Linked DNA regions of Sus scrofa: region 1 is linked to region 2. The links are chromatin contacts, called in public HiChIP or PLAC-seq maps. All regions are on one chromosome and are shown on one strand. Each heading gives the region's core, a stretch centred on a gene start, on an enhancer-like site or on the middle of the called end of the contact. The rest is flanking DNA. Distances are from core to core; before and after follow the strand shown. Region 1 overlaps UBE2E2 (UB2E2). Region 2 overlaps UBE2E2 (UB2E2).

What was found. HiChIP or PLAC-seq counts read pairs in DNA pulled down with a chosen protein or histone mark.
Region 1: a contact with region 2 is called in an H3K27ac HiChIP or PLAC-seq map of skeletal muscle. The contact joins two enhancer-like sites. A contact is called at or near these places in 1 of 47 Hi-C or Micro-C datasets (skeletal muscle) and 2 of 2 datasets of contacts at active chromatin or transcription factors (alveolar macrophages and skeletal muscle).

The regions. Positions count from the first base shown.
Region 1 is chr13:10,289,796-10,295,004 of Sscrofa11.1, forward strand. All of the region lies in intron 3 of UBE2E2 (UB2E2), which reads left to right. Among named protein-coding and RNA genes, the nearest start is that of UBE2E2, 290 kb to the left of the region's middle. Within about 2 kb of position 2,101, at least 3 of the 83 cell types and tissues checked have an H3K27ac peak or open chromatin away from gene starts, as enhancers often do. A contact at or near this core is called in skeletal muscle, where this site is marked.
Region 2 is chr13:10,110,702-10,115,908 of Sscrofa11.1, forward strand. The region is part of intron 2 of UBE2E2 (UB2E2); the gene reads left to right. Among named protein-coding and RNA genes, the nearest start is that of UBE2E2, 110 kb to the left of the region's middle. Within about 2 kb of position 3,475, at least 4 of the 83 cell types and tissues checked have an H3K27ac peak or open chromatin away from gene starts, as enhancers often do. A contact at or near this core is called in skeletal muscle, where this site is marked.

The DNA.
Region 1 (5,209 bases), core at 851-3,350, 180 kb after region 2:
CAGTGTGTGATGGGTGAAAGTAGGAGTGAGAGGTTGGGCTGGACCAGACCAGGCATGAGGAAGCCCCACCAAGGCCAGGCCCAGGGCTGCCTGCCATGAGCTTTGAGTTTTGATGCCTCCATGGCTCAGCTGCTCGCATGACGTTTGCATGCTCTAGAATGAAAAATGTGATCCACAGAGACTTAAAACAGGAAAATTCAGGAAAGAAGAATTTATAGTAGTCTATTAATTAAAATGATGGCTTGATGAAAAGTAATACATAAATGATTGAAGAAAGTGCAAGAATGCAGTGTAATCAGAACATAGGCAAATTTTTACTTAAGATTGTATACTTTACGAATTCTTCACATTACTTTCTATTATGTGTAAGTCAGTCATTTGATGAGTTTAAATTCATTCTCTACTTGGGAAGAGAAAAGAGCTGAGGATATTGCTTCTGTTGGCCACCAAGACAGAATTCTCACTTGACCTGCCTTCACATCTCAACATGGAGAGAAGTAAAACCTTTTTCAGTTGTCAGCCAGAGTAAAGAGTTTAAAAATCAGAACTCAGCCTAGACCTTCGGCATGACTGCCTGTGCTTCCCTCCCCCGCTCCCACATCCCCTCTTATTTTCCTCTCTATTCCTTTCTTTCTTCCTTTCCATTGATGCTTGGATATTGTTTTTGTATCAAAGCAAAAAGTAATAACCAAATAGGAAACCAATGCACAGAGGAACTGAGTAACTTACCCATCATAAGAGGGCCTGCAAATCAAAGTTTCAGAATTAAACCCAGGAAACCTAGCCCCAAAGCCCATGTTTCTTATTAACATTATACAATATGTTTTACCCCAAGTGGATAGGGCTGGCAGCACCCAGGGTTGTGTTTGGTCAGTTTTCAGTGATGAAACCACAGTATAACTAACTAATCCTTATTTTCTCCTTTTACTGGGTGGGAACCTCATATTTTTCCTACTACTTTGGACCAGACCATCCATCACCTGGGGTACGTGTTGCACTGCTGGTGACATGAGGACCTTCCTCTGTCAGCCCCTCAGACCAGGCAGTTGTGCTGCTTATAAGCCTGGTCTTGTCTGTTCTATGAAACATCTTCCTCGGAAAATGTGTGGGCTCACCCAGGTTCTTCATGACAGCATTGTGGAGATTAAAGCAAGCTAGAAGAGAAAATGGATAGGTTAGAAAAAAGAATTCTGTTTCTAAAAAGGCCACCTTGGAGTTCTCATCGTGGCGCAGTGGTTAACGAGTCCGACTAGGAACCATGAGGTTGAGGGTTCGATCCCTGCCCTTGCTCAGTGGGTTAAGGATCCAGTGTTGCCATGAGCTGTGGTGTAGGTTGCAGACGCAGCTCGGATCCCACGTTGCTATGGCTCTGGCGTAGGCCGGTGGCTACAGCTCCGATTCAACCCCTAGCCTGGGAACCTCCATATGCCATGGGAGCGGCCCAAAGAAATAGCAAAAAGACAAAAATAAACAAACAAACAAACAAACAAATAAATAAAAAGGCCACCTTAATGAACTTGAAGATGGGCCAGAATAAACAAGATGGAATTTCAGCAGCTTAATGTGTAGTATTTTATGAAAGATCAAAAAGAAATCATGATACAAGATAGGAAAAAGAGTGTTGCTTTATTTTCATATAAACAATGCGTTTAATTTCATATAAACAATTTTTTCTCAGTAAAATGCTATGAGAGCTTGAAGTTCTTGAAGCCTTAGGGAGATATTTGCAGGCAAAGTCTGCAGCTGTGGACCAGTCGTACAGTATCTGGGGAGCCTCATCCACTTCTGAGCTCTTTGTTTTCAGAAGGACAAACAGGAATAAGATGGGGAAGGAAAGAGTTATTAGCATTCTTGAGTTTCTTCACTGGGTCAAGCACTGTGTTGGGCACCCCCTGTGCCAACCCATCTCTCCTCCATAACACCCTGGTAAGGCTGGGATGTTCCCTTTCACAGAAGAGGAAACTTAGAGGAGGCTTAGAGAAGTTTTCTAATAATACCCAATCAGGAATCTACTGAACTCGGCCTCCAGGGACTATGTCCTTTCCACTGAATTATACATAGCTACCCTGGAGATGTTTACTAGGAAAACAGGACTTAGGAGAAATGTGATATCTGTCCTCTGATGTTTCAGAAACTGGTGTGGGTTGGGGTTAGACTTGATCCTGGATGGCTGGATAGGACAAAAATAGAAGCAGGAGGGTATTGGTTCCAAGGAAGCAGATTTCAGCTCTGTGTGATGAAAATCTGACCCATGGCTGGACTGTCTGCCTTTGAATAATAGCTGTAACTCTGACACTGGACTTCCTCTACTGGGAGTGTTCAAAGACAAAAGCTGAATTAGTACCTGTCAAGAACACTGCCAGAAAAAATTAAATCCCTCCAGTAGATAAATTTGCTTAGGCAATCTGTTAGGACAAAGAAAAAAATCAAACTTTGGTAATCAAATTACTGTTTAAATGCACATTTGGTAGAAACCTGTGGAAATTTTTCAAAGCAACTGCCACCACCAAATTTACCAGTTTTAGAAATTAGATTTTGTAGACCGAGGTGTTACTCTGAAGGGGAAAAGTTTGCAAGTATCTCGAAAGCTGTTAACTAAACCAAAGACTGATTAATAATTTAGAAATAACGCACCCATCCTTTCTCTCCTATTACTCTAAATAGACCATATTTGGGGCTAAGTCTTATTTTTATTTCTCTGTTGCCTTCATCCTTTGCTCTTTTCCAACAAGCTTAGCCACACATTTTGATTCATACAGCATTTTCCAGCACTCTGAAGAATGAGCCAGGGCAGCAGTAGGTGTCAGAGAGAACTGCTGGTGAGAGCAGAGGCTCACAGATAACTCTGATTGCTGTGTCATCATTATCAAATACCTACCGAAAACCTACTCGACAAGATGAGATTCCATGAGCTCCCTTTGCCTAAACTCTCAGACTCAGAACCTTTAAAAACTAATGTATCCAGGAGTTCCTTCTGTGGCACAGTGGATTAAGAATCTAACCGCAGCTGTTTGGGTCACTGTGAAGGCACCAGTTCAGTCCCTAGCCCAGCGCAGTGGGTTAAGGATCTGGCATTGCTGCAACTATGGGGCAGGTTGCAGCTGCAGCTCAGCTTCAGTCCCTAGCCCCTGGCCCAGGAACTTGCATATGCTACACGTGTGGCAAAAACAAAAACTAAAATTAAAGCACCCAAATATGTCATGTAAAGGGCAATGGCATGATCTGGATGCCTCCCCTGCCTCAGGAGCATCATCATTTTGTAGCTAGACTCGTGTCTAACTTTTCATACTCCTAGATAAGCTATTCCACTCACTTCTTCCAGAATCCACCTGCATGCTAATAAAAAAAGCAAAGCAAATTTTTCATGAAATATGCAATGTTCATAAAACTTAGTATACTAGTTTTAAATCAGTCAGGTACTAGTTGTACTTTCAAGTGCTGAATCGCTGAACAATTTTTAGTACATTGATTTTCTTATCTAATTAATATGTTTATGCCTCTTTTGCTAAATCTACATACAGCATGTTTGTTTGTATAACATTGTCATTGTATCTGATGCCAAGTCTTTAGTTGGATATTTAGCCTCTAATGATAACATTATTGTTACCAAATGCAAGCTTATGTGCCCAACACACAAAAGGTTTATTAAAGGGCTAATCAGGAGAACAGGTTGCTTATGCCCCCAAAACCCAAACTCCTCCAAGTGTTTTCAGCAAAGCACTTTAAAAGGCCAGGTAAGGCAGGGGTGTGATTGGTTGGTGCAAACTTCTTGGCGTCAGAATCCATTGTTCTTGTAGCTGTCTGCATAGGTCAGGTCACTGTGTTCCTGTAAACCTCCAGTAAAACAGACGTTGTTCTCTGTTCTGCAACTTTTTATATCTCTATATGAGTGGATTTTCAAAGGTCAGAGCCCTGAGAATGACTGTCATGTATATTTCAGGCTATGGGCAACATTCTTTTACAAAAGGTACAGAACCAACATGACTAAGCACAGGAAAAGAAGAGATCTGAATGGAGTGAGATTTGTTCTTCCCTATTACGTTATTTCTCTGAGAAAATATCTGTTTAGAGGAACTTTATGTAGGAATAATACCTACATGGCTGAAAAGAGAACCATAGTAAATCTCTGGTATATCCCCAAGTTTTTTTTTTCTTTTTTTTTATATTATTATTATTTTTTAATAGTTATTTCCCCAATACAATTTTTTTCTACTGTACAGCATGGTGACCCAGTTACACATACATGTACACATTGTATTTTCACACATTATCATGCTCCATCACAAGTGACTAGACATAGTTCCAAGCACTACACAGCAGAATCTCATTGCTAATCCCTTCCAAAGGCAATAATTTGTATCTATTAACCCCAAGCTCCCAAACCACCCCACTCCCTCTCCCTCCCCCTCCCCCTTGACAACACAAGTCTATTCTCCAAGTCCATGATTTTCTTTTCTGTGGAAAGGTTCATTTGTGCCTTATATAAGATTCCAGATATAAGCAATATCATATGGTATTTGTCTTTCTCTTTCTGACTTACTTCACTCAGTATGAGAGTCTCTAGTACCATCCATATTGCTGCAAATGGCATTATTTCGTTCTTTTTTATGGCTAAGTAATATTCCATTGTGTATTATACCACATCTTCCTAATCCAGTCATCTGTCGATGGACATTTGGGTTGTTTCCATTGTCTTGGCTCTTGTGAATAGAGCTGCAAGGAACATGCAGGTGCATGTGTCTTTTTTAAGGAAAGTTTTGTCTGGATATATGGCCAAGAGTGGGATTGCTGTGTCATGTGGTAGTTCTATCTATAGATTCCCAAGGTATCTCCATACTGTTCTCCATAGTAGTTGTACCAGCTTACATTCCCACCAACATAGATGCAGAGAAAGCATTTGACAAAGTCCAACGTCCATTCATAATAAAAACTCTTACCAAAGTTGGGTATAAAGGGGACATAACGTAATCAAAGCCATTTATGACAAACACACAGCAAATATAATATCCAATGGAGAAAAGCTGAAACCCTTCCCACTAAAATCTGGACAAGGCAAGGATGTCCACTCTCACCACTGTTACTCAACATGGTATTGAAAGTCCTAGCCACAGCAATCAGACAAACAAAAGAAATAAAAGGCATCCAAATAGCAAGAGAGGAGGTAAAACTGTCACTGTATGCAGATGACATGACACTACATATAGAAAAC
Region 2 (5,207 bases), core at 2,225-4,724:
CCTGACCTAGAGAAATAAATGTGTTAATGACTCTTTGTGATTCTAATGAGCTAACTTTGCAGCAGACAGGTTGGAAAAAATTCAGTGTATTTTAAAAGGTCATATTCCAACACACAAATTGAATTTCTCCAGTTCTGACAGTAATCATACTAAAAGTAATACTGATGATGATATTGATAGACCTACCACTTTTGAAGGGGGGAGGGCAGGTTAACCTGTTCCTTGGACTGTCCTTGTCTTTTCAGGAGACTCCCCAACCACCCAGCATGCAGGTGTTGGTGTGCTCAAGTTCCATGCTCCGCAGGAGGCCCCTTTGACAGTGACGAGCCTGTGCTGATGATTTCTCTCAGTTACTCTGGTCACTGTTGTCTCTGTCAGACAATCTAGCATTTCATGATGTGGGACTTGTGAAGTTCTCCGGCTGTTTTCAGAATGTGTATCTGCGCTTAAAAATAAGCTTCTTGTGCCTCAATACCATGTTCTCTTTCCCGTGCCTTCACTCACATAGCACAGCTTGGGAAATATATACACTTCAACCATTTTGCTTTTAATGTTAATTAGGATTCTTGTTACTTTAATCTACATCAAAAAATTACCAAATGATTGTCCTCCTCATTTGCTTTATCAGTACGTTCCCCCAAAAAAGGCCTAGTTCACAGACACAAAGTTGAAGCTGACCTTGAAGAAGAACAGAATATCTTTAAGTGCTAGTAATGCACAGTAATAAAATTTCTGATACAGTTCAACGGGGTTTAGTTTTTTTTTTTTTTTTTTTTTCTTTTTAGGGCCACACCCATGGCATGTGGAAGTTCCCAGGCTAGGGGTCGAATCAGAGCTGTAACTGCTGGCCTATACCACGCCACAACAACTCCAAATCCGAGCTACATCTGTGACCTACACCTCAGCTCACAGCAATGCCAGATCCTTAATGAACTGAGTGAGGTCATGTCGTTATGGATACTAGTCAGGTTCATTACTGCTGAGTCGTAACTGGAACTCCTCACCAGGGTTTTTCAGTATAATTGTAACAAACTTATGTGACTTTTAAAGGAGTGAGCTCTCTTATTAGCTCCAGTAGCACCATTATTTTTAAGGTCTTGCTGACCAGAATAACACTTCTCTGAATCCAACCAGAGCTCCCAAGATACTTTAGGAAATCATTCTTTTACAACCAGGAAAGGTCTGGAGGGAGGGGGTCATTTAATCCATTTTACAAATAATTGTACTAAACTACAGAAGCATTAGGAGTTCCCTTCATGGCTCAGCAGTAAAGAACCCAACTAGCATCTATGAGGATGCAGGTTCAATCCCTGTCCTCACTCAGTGGGTTAAGGATCTGGTGTTGCCATGCACTGTGGTGTAGGTTCCAGACACAGCTCAGATCCCACGTTGCTGTGGCTGTGGTATAGACTGGCAGCTGCAGCTCCAATTCGACCCCTAGCCTGGGAACTTCCATATGCCACAGGTGCAGCCCTAAAAAGGCAAAAATAAATAAATAAATAAATAAAAGGGGTACAGAAAGATTAAATGGCACATAATAGGCTCTCAGTACATGTTTGATCTTCTGTTCACTAGAGTGAACGTGCTAGATAAATTGATTACCAGAGTCAAGATTAAAGTTGGATCATCCTGATCCTTGATTTAAAGGCATCCTCATTTAAAGAAGGCTTAGATCAAACCTCACGCTGTACACCTACACACCAAATCAAGGAAAGATGTGCTCTCTTACAAACTTTAACACAAAAGATAAGTCTTTTCCTTTTAAAATTGTTTAGTTCCCCATTCAAGCCATATTTTCCACTACAGAATTTAACCGTTTTGTGACTTCAGTAATAATCATGCAAATACATACTAAAAACTTCATTAATATAAAACCTAAATGATTTGGGAAAATTGGTTTAGATCATCTGCTGTTTATTAAAGAATTTAATATCTGGAGAGACAAAAGTTTGTTTTGTTTTTCTTTAAGTAACTATTTTAGATTGTGATTCCTAACGCATATTCTGCAGTTAATTAATGAAATGATTATGGCAGCATCTTTTAATGGACTGTTTTTATCTAATAGAAAGTTACCAATGAGAAATACTTAGAAACTGAATGGATCAATTTGCAAAAATGTCGATGTTGACCTAAAGGTGGGAATCATTCAAGGATAGAGTCTCAAATATTCAGGGCAGGCAGCTACAATTCGTGGATGTTCTTGCCCTTGGTTTTCTTCTGGCTGATAGCTTGTGCTAGAAAATAGCTTATTCTGTCTCAACAAAGTACAGATAAGATGTAGTAAAATTCAAATTGGATAATTTTGCTTTAGGTAAGGAGCACTTTCAAAAAGTTTTGTGGACTTCATTAATTAAAAGGCAAGACTTTTTTTGTTCAGTTGTTTTTAGTACTATTCCTAATGTAATGGATAAGTACTGGCTAAATAGTAACCAATATCAAGCCACAGTTCTACAACCAGTAAAGTCTGTGATTGTGGCATCTCTCTGGGTTGTAGTTTGTAGATTGAAGTAATATATTGATTGACATGATTTCTTTCTTTTTAGTACTTTGAGATGTTTGTACTGGTTTCCTATTAGCAGGTCTTAATTAGCAAAGATTTTTAAGTCCCTGTTCCTGTCAAGACAGGCAGAAACCAGTCTTGGCAGATAAAGTTGTCAGACTGGCAGGTAAACAGACTACAATCTTGGGAATAGTTTTTTTTAAACAACCCTAAAAGGTCAGATCTATACATTTTTGATATAGAATAACCATATTGGCTCATGGAGCAGAATTCGTGGATAAGATCACATACTAGTTAAATTCAGTTTGTTTTCAGGGTTCAGATATCACCCCAAATGCAGATCAGTAAATATACCTCAGGAATCCAAAGCATAAGAGAGAGTGGAGGAGTTCCTGTCATGGCTCAGCGGTTAACGAATCTGACTAGCATCCATGAGAAAGGGGGTTTGATCCCTGGGCTCACTCAGTGGGTTAAGGATCCAGCGTTGCTGTGATTTGTGGTGTAAGTCACAGCTTGGATCGTGCACTGCTATGGCTGTGGTGTAGGCCGGTGGCTACAGCTCCAATTAGACCCCTAGCCTGGGAACTTCCATATGCTGCCGGTGCAGCCCTAAAGACACAAAAATACAGAAAAAAAAGAGAGAGAGAGAGAGAGAATGGACTGCTGAATGGAAAAGATGTCAAACATTAAGTAATAATGCAGTTTTCTGAAACAGCATTAGCATTTGCCTCGAAGTTGATCAAAACAGAACTTAACCCTGCATATGAAAGTGAGGTTTGGCTCTGCTAAAGATGATATCTGATTTCTTCAGCAGTTTCATCCGTGTCCGCTGTGAGACACACTTAACATTAAGTGACAAGGCAGGATTACAGTGCACGCCCTGGAGTCCAGCCAGTTTATCATCCTTGGAGCTATGTGGAATGCTGTGTAACATGATTGAAAATAGATGACAGAAGGCTGTCCAAACAGCTGCTGCACCTTGGTCTAAAAGAGGGGCTCACAGACCAGCTGACAGACGAAGTGCTTCAAGGGCACACTGAGTCACAGCAGCCAGTGATGAAACACAGCTCAGGGTGACCAGGAAACTGTTGTTTCTACGAATGCAGGAATAAAAAATGAAGTAGTTTCTTTATAGCAAAACCACTGAAATAACATGATCCTAAAGCAATTGCTTGCAAACAGGGCCAGATTGTACAAATAATAGTTGGATTTCACAGCAAAGGGCAATTTAATATAAACATCACGAAAAGGATTAATTAGATCCTCTCTTTAAGGTAATTCACAAAACCACTAGAAATATCTTTCATTCTTAAGGCATCAACAAAAGGCCTTAACCATTTGTCTAAGACAGAATTTTAAATTATATTGGTTTGGTTTAAAAAATAATAACAAATTCCAAAGGGCTCACTTTCCAGTCTAGAAATGGTCCTCCTTTCTCTGGTATAAGATACCATTTTCAGCCTGGTAAGTGCTTATTAAATTGTGGAGTTAATTTAGTAGTAGTTGCTATGACATGAAACTAAAATCTTTCATGTGCCTTTGAGTAGTTCATATTGGTATAAAGATATAGAATAGTAATAGTTTAAAATTTCTTTAGCATAGGAGTTCCTATTGTGGCTCAGTGGATTAAGAACCTGACTATTATCCATGAGAATGTGGGTTCAATCCCTGTCCTCACTCATTGGGTTGAGGATCTGGCATTGCTGTGAGCTGCTGTGTAGGTCACAGATGTGGCTCGGATCTGGAGTTGCTGTGGCTGTGGCATAGGCCAGCAGCTGCAGCTCCAATTTGACCCCTAGCCTGGAAATTTCCATATTGTGTGGGTGTGGCCCTAAAAAGAAAAAAAAAATTCTATAGCATAAGAGCATATCATCAAACTTTAAGAAATGATGAAAAACTGGGCCAAATAAAGATCCAGAGGAAAGTACATTGTCAGATATAGCCAGACTCCTAACTGAAAGCAGATTACATCTCCAAATGTAATTTTTAAATCTTCTTTGAAATAAGTGACTGAAACTCGAATGCACTTTTCCAAAGAGTAATAAATAGCAGTTAGGTCACAGACTGGCCCACAAATACCAATTTAATACTTAAAGTCCCTAAAATATACATTTGGTTTTAAAAATAAGGTAACCACTGCAAATACATACTAGTAATCAGGCAAAATGAAAAAAAAGGGAAGAACTAAGGGGATAAAATAGATATTAAACAATCCCTTTGTAGCAAAGCTATTGAAAAGAGATTCTAAAACAGTAGCTTGAAAAAAGGAGCAGAAGGTACAAATAGTGGCTGCAATTAAAAATCAAAGGATAATTTGATATCAACAGCAAGAAAAAGATTAGAGAATTAATTAGAGCAGATACGGAGTTGTTTAAAAATGTTGGAGTCTATTTTGAAATTTGTATTGGAACAGGACAGGTATTTTAGAAGCTTTGATTAAGCAAAAATTACCTAACTTCTTCCTCTGCTCATCTCTTAAAAGCCAGTTGACTTCCTTCTTATTCTGTAAACTTGTTGGTGATTTCCTGTACTTCCCCGTATTTAATCATTATCTGTTTGTTGGACTTCCAATCTATACTCCTAGTCTAGAGCTGTTTTCTTTAGTTTGCTACCATATATGTTCAACTACTTACTGAATATTTCCACATGGATGTTCCACAGATACCTTAAATTTACTCTGTCCAAACCTGAAAATACTATTGTAGTG